2 separate regions of the Sus scrofa genome follow, and region 1 is linked to region 2. A link is a contact called in public Hi-C data. All regions are on one chromosome and are shown on one strand. Each heading gives the region's core, a stretch centred on a gene start, on an enhancer-like site or on the middle of the called end of the contact. The rest is flanking DNA. Distances are from core to core; before and after follow the strand shown.

The links. Hi-C and Micro-C count contacts between places; a contact is called where the count stands out from the background.
Region 1: a Hi-C map of liver shows a contact between it and region 2, with 2.1 times the contacts expected there. The contact joins the enhancer-like site here to the promoter of TSPAN13 in region 2. A contact is called at or near these places in 1 of 5 promoter capture datasets (liver), 4 of 47 Hi-C or Micro-C datasets (liver and skeletal muscle) and 1 of 2 datasets of contacts at active chromatin or transcription factors (alveolar macrophages).

What each region holds. Positions count from the first base shown.
Region 1 is chr9:86,040,208-86,042,907 of Sscrofa11.1, forward strand. AGR2 (anterior gradient 2, protein disulphide isomerase family member) reads right to left here. Exons shown (of 8, transcript NM_001244968.1): 8 at 2,069-2,156. The coding sequence ends at 2,107. Among named protein-coding and RNA genes, the nearest start is that of AGR2, 12 kb to the right of the region's middle. Within about 2 kb of position 1,289, at least 7 of the 83 cell types and tissues checked have an H3K27ac peak or open chromatin away from gene starts, as enhancers often do. A contact at or near this core is called in alveolar macrophages and liver, where this site is marked.
Region 2 is chr9:85,995,075-85,997,774 of Sscrofa11.1, forward strand. TSPAN13 (tetraspanin-13) reads left to right here and starts at 1,307. Exons shown (of 6, transcript XM_021063408.1): 1 at 1,307-1,836. The coding sequence starts at 1,774.

The sequences.
Region 1 (2,700 bases), core at 39-2,538, 45 kb after region 2:
TTTGTTTCTCCCCAATGGTTTTTTTCTTTTACAGATGATGATATAGTACACTTTGTATTAATGAACTGTGTAATCATTAGCTTTTTTTTTTTGGTGTGTATAAATAATGTTTTTGTTGGTATACTCACAGAACTGTTTCTCTTGAATGATTTCCTTAGGACAAATTCTTAGAAGTAGAGGAAACTGGGTCAAAGTTAATCATATTTTTAAATTGACTATTTCTTTAACACTTTGCTAAAGGAGACTCATTTTCCTTGCAACTTGTCGTTTGACTTAGAGACTTATTTGTATTTTTTAAATTATTTGGGTTGTTAAATAGCATTTTGTCATTCAATACATTTTAAGGACTTAATCTTATTTCACATCTGCCCAATTTTAAAAACATTATTTTGCTTTATAGTAAGGGAAACTTAAGTAGCTTAGAAGTTGTCATTCAAAATATTTGTGTATATAAGTGAAACTCTAGCTTTCTAAATGGAATAATTTACCTTTTTAAGCACAGGTAGGTTACCTACTTATGAGAAGAGCACTCAGTCCCACTGGTGATATTTTTGCTAAGGATTTGTATGTTGTTAAATCAACAGCATAGGCTTCGAACCTATTAGTGCTGAGCTCTTGGACAGTACTGACTGTGTCAGAGAGAAATTTTTAAACAGTATTCACTGGAAAAGTTAATAATGGCAAAGGATCTATTCAGAAAAGGCTCTAGCCAAACAAACAACCAAAGAAGTTATAACAGACAAGCAATAGATATTCAGTATGCAAAGCATTACACAAACCACTACAGCTATTCAGAGGCCGAAGAAAGCAGTGGAGGTGCGGTGATAAAGGCATTATACATAACAATGCATGTAGCTTAAATATGTAGTGAAGAAATTAACACACAGTTCTAACTTTTGTCAGGCACAGTAAAGAGTTAAAAGTAGCTGAAGCTACTCCCCTATCTGATGTCATCTCTTCTCTCAACTTTCCAAAGATAAGTAGTGACCTCTACCCCAGAGACATATCACTGCCCTTTGCTCTTCTCCCAGCCAGCCACCCTCGGGTGACGAAAATGGGAACAAGTCAAAGGAAGTTATTCCAGGCCAGTACTCCAAAACCTGAAGAAACCAAGTATGTTAGGAGGCTAATTCTCAGGATTTTTTTTTTTTTTTTCTTTTTCCAGCCGTACCTGTGGCATATGGAAGTTCCTGGGCTAGAGGTCATTTCAGAGCTGTAACTGCCAGCCTACGCCACAGCCACAGCAACACCAGATCCAAGCTGCATCTGTGGCCATGCCATGGCCTGCAGCAAATCTGGATCCTCAACCCCACTGAGTGAGGCCAGAGATCCAATCCACATCCTCACAGAGAATACGTCATGCCCTTAACCCATTAAGCCACAACGGGAACTCCTAATTCTCAGGATTTCATTGGAGTGTGTTCACTGATGTTCTTTGAATGACTTTTTCCCAAAATTAGTCTTCTGAGGGAGAAAGCTATTTGCCAGAGGCTTTCCCTGAAAGGAAAATCTAACTAAAATTTAATTGTTAAATTCCAGCATGTATCTAGGAATTTCTCCCAAGAGTGAGGAGGGGTGGTCTTCAATTAGGTACTGATCTTCCTGGGATGCCCTTCTAGATATTCTTTCACACTAGAAGATATCACTTGATACTTCTGTTGTTCAAACTCTTATCTACTTTTAGTTCCCTGGTGAGAAACTGTAGTGAGATGAGATGATAACTGACTATCTTTGGTAGTCATTGCTGGAACTAGGTTTGTCTCGTCCCCTTTTTGAATATTTGTGTGTCTAAAAATCCTATTCGGCGAATGAACCAAATAGCTTTCCTGTGAAAGACCAGGTTGGGGGAAAAAAAAACACAGTTTGAACACCCCTAAAAGGATTTATTTTGTAAAAAATCATGGCTCACTATGGTAGTATACAGTTAGGTAGTGTTCACACATGTATACTTAAAACCAAATTTTAAAAAATAGCTGTTGTAACATGAAACCGAAGACTAATGAGTATGTTCACCAGTGCCTTCTCCACAGTCTTCTCAGAACTTCTGTGATTCCAGGTCTTAAGGCCTAACACAGAGGGAGGAGCTTGGAGGTTTTGTTTTTCCCTCTACAATTCAGTCTTCAGCAACTTGAGAGCTTTCTTCATGTTGTCAAGCACTAATGTGGGCAAAAATTATGAGAGTCAAACGCACTACTAGACACTATATATATATATATATATATATATATATATATTTTTTTTTTTTTTTTTTTTGCTTTTTATGGCTGCAACTGTGGCATATGGAAGTTCCCAGGCTAAGGGTCAAATCAGAGCTACAGCAGTAGTTATATATTGTTATCTCAGGAATGGCTAGTACATTTGGAATGTGCTTCCCCTGGTCCTCCCAGCACCTTTAGGGGGCATTGCTGATGGGCCAGGACAATCCTTCCTCCTGTCCAGACACAGCCACACAATCCTTCTCAACCTATCTTCTAGGTCAGTACCACCCAATAGAAATTTCTGTGATAAAAAATATTCAGTGCCTATTCAGTGAATATGTATGTCTGAGGGTCTGAATTTTTTTATTTTTTATTTTTTATTTTATTTATTCGTTTTTTGCTTTTTAGGGCTGCACCTGTGGCATATGGAGGTTCCCAGGCCAGGGGTCTAATTGGAGCTACAGCTACCGGCCTTCACCAGAGCCACAGCAATGCCAGATCT
Region 2 (2,700 bases), core at 57-2,556:
TAACTGCTCCCTTAAACGAGCCCCTCAGACCTAAGGGAATTATACTTGCCTGCTCTTGCTAGCTCTGAGCTGCTTCACCACCCTTTGTTGGCTTTCTTTAACCTTGTCCACATTTTCAAAATAGTCTCTTTATTAAACTCTTCTCAATCATTTGAATGAGCATCTCCTTCCTGTTGGGTCTCTGATGGATAGGGGACATTTCTACAAGAAAAAGAGATTTAACCCACAGGGAGAGTAGACGGTATTATGAAGAAAGCAGAGAGAATCGTCATAGTTGGTCGAGTAATGCTGAAGTGGTAGCAGTGTTGGTGACATCCAGGAATGAGAAGAGGAAGAAGAGATCTCCCCAATAATTCTTCTTTTTTAAAAGTATAGTTGATTTACCAGCATTGTATTTGTTTCTGGTGTACAGCAAAATGGTTCTTTTTAATATTCTTTTCCACTGTGGTTTATTACAGGGTACTGAATATAGTTCCCTGTGCTATACAGTAGGATTTTGTTATTTATTTAATTTTTCTTCTTTAGTAAGCCTCTGGCTTCTAAAATGGAAAGCTGACTGCCAAAGTATTATTTGGGTTTGAGGGTCATCCAGTTGAAAAAAAAAAATTAGAACTCATTTTGGTTGTATACAAAAAGTTAACTAACATGGGGTACAAAAGCTCTAGAATGTGGCTTTCCTGGTGTGGTTGGGTCTGGGGAGGTAAAGGGAGCAGACAATTCTAAAAAGATAAGTTATTTTAATTAGCTGCATTGTTTTATTTACAATGTTTCATTTGCTATGATATAATTTACTTAGCATGAACCTTTAGGTTTCTTATAAGTATTTGAAAATTCTCTGTAAGAACTTTTTTTTTTTTTTTTTTTTGTAGTGGGCACCATGAAATATTTATTGGCTTAGCTTAGTGCCTGGAACACAGTAGGTACTCAAAAACTGTTAGATATGTTAATACTTGCCGATATTTACCAAGTCCTTACTCTGTGCCAGGTGCTGTGCAAAAAGGGGTTGACATACCATTAATATTCCGATTTACAGATGAGGAATCTGAGGCTACATGACACATTTCTACAGTAGACATTGAAAGTGCTAATGAATTGACTGAGGTGGAGACCGTATAATTTTATTTTTCTCACTTATTCTCTCTTTTAAATCTTTCACATGTATTCATTTATTGCTTGCTTGCTTCCTTCCTTCCTTCACAAGGTCAGGTGCTTAATTTTAAGATCTCGTTCAAAATGGTGCCACGTCACCCGCTGGGGCCAAGAATCGAGAGGTGCTGTCATCTTTCTCCTTGCCAGCGTGGATTTCGGTGGAGCGCCGCCCATTTCTCCTCACCTGCTCCCCAGGAAACAAGCAAGGTCGCAGTCACACATTCTAGCCTCGGGCACCCTCCCCCACCGCCTCCGCCCCTTCCCTCTCTCCCAGGGGCCGCTCCGCCCCTCCCGGATCCAAGCTAGCTGAGCGCATTTATTTGCATATTTCTACCTTTGTTCCCCGCCGGCGGCCAATCAGTGCGCGGGGCGAGGCGGGGGTGCTGGGCGAGGCTCAGGCTCCGGCTCCAGCTGCTGTGGCCGCAGGTCTCGGAGCGGGTCGGAGTCGCCGCGGGCGCGTAGCACACTGCAACCCCTACCCAAGCCCCGGTCTCCCCACCAGTGTCCCCGCTGCTGCCTCGCCTCGGCCAGGCCCCAAAGGCAAGGACAAAGAGGCTGTCCGGAGGCTCAGCCGGAGCCAGATTTTACCTGTAGAGGAGCCTGCCGGGAACCACAGGCTACAAGATGGTTTGCGGGGGCTTCGCTTGTTCCAAGAACTGCCTGTGTGCGCTGAACCTACTCTACACGGTGAGTATCCCAAGCCCATACCTCCTTGCCTGGGGGTTTGGCACCTGCTTGTGTGGTCTTTGGCTTCCCTGTCTGGCCAGCGACTCTCTCACTTCATCCTGCACCCCCTTCCCGTCTTCCCACGCTCTGAGCGCCCTCGGCCTCGCCATCACTCCCTGCCAGGGACCGGGAGCCGGCGATTGTCGCAGTCTCTTCCTCTCATTGTGAAGCCGCCGTCTTTCTGGCTCACTGGCCGCGTCTCAGCCACATTGCTCTTCCCCAGCCACATTGCTCTTCCCCAACCCCCTCGCCCACCGCCTTGTTTTTCAGTCTTTTGACCAGACCTCCCCATACGTATCCCTTCTGAAACTCGCTTTTGGCTTTCCAAAGCCATCTGAGGCGCATTCGGAGGCGGGGGAGCCGCCTCGGATTTGAGGACAGTTTTGGAAAAATATCTTGATCTGAAACTGACAAGGCGGTCATATGGATGGTTTTCGTTTTAAGCTGTATGTGCGCCTGTGATTTTAATTGGGGCCACCCAGTAGGTTCTCAGGATATCCGCAGCTTCCGAAGTTTGTTTCGTGCTTACATAAAGGAATGTCTTTTTTGGAGAATAGCGGGCGCGGGGGTGGGGGTGGGGCGAAGGGGAGTTGTGCTCATACCTGATGATTTTTCCATGCGTTTCCTTTTTTATCAATATCCAAACTCCATTTTAAGCGAAATTCTCCAGTAAATAAGCGAGCCTCCACCCAAGTTTCCTTCCCTGCCAATTGGGCTTTTTAGTTTTAACCCTGCAGTCTACCTTTGTGATTTTTGAGGGGCAATTCTGGGTGAACGGGAGGATGGGAGAGTAGGTTGACGTTTATGGATTGCCTGTCACGTCCC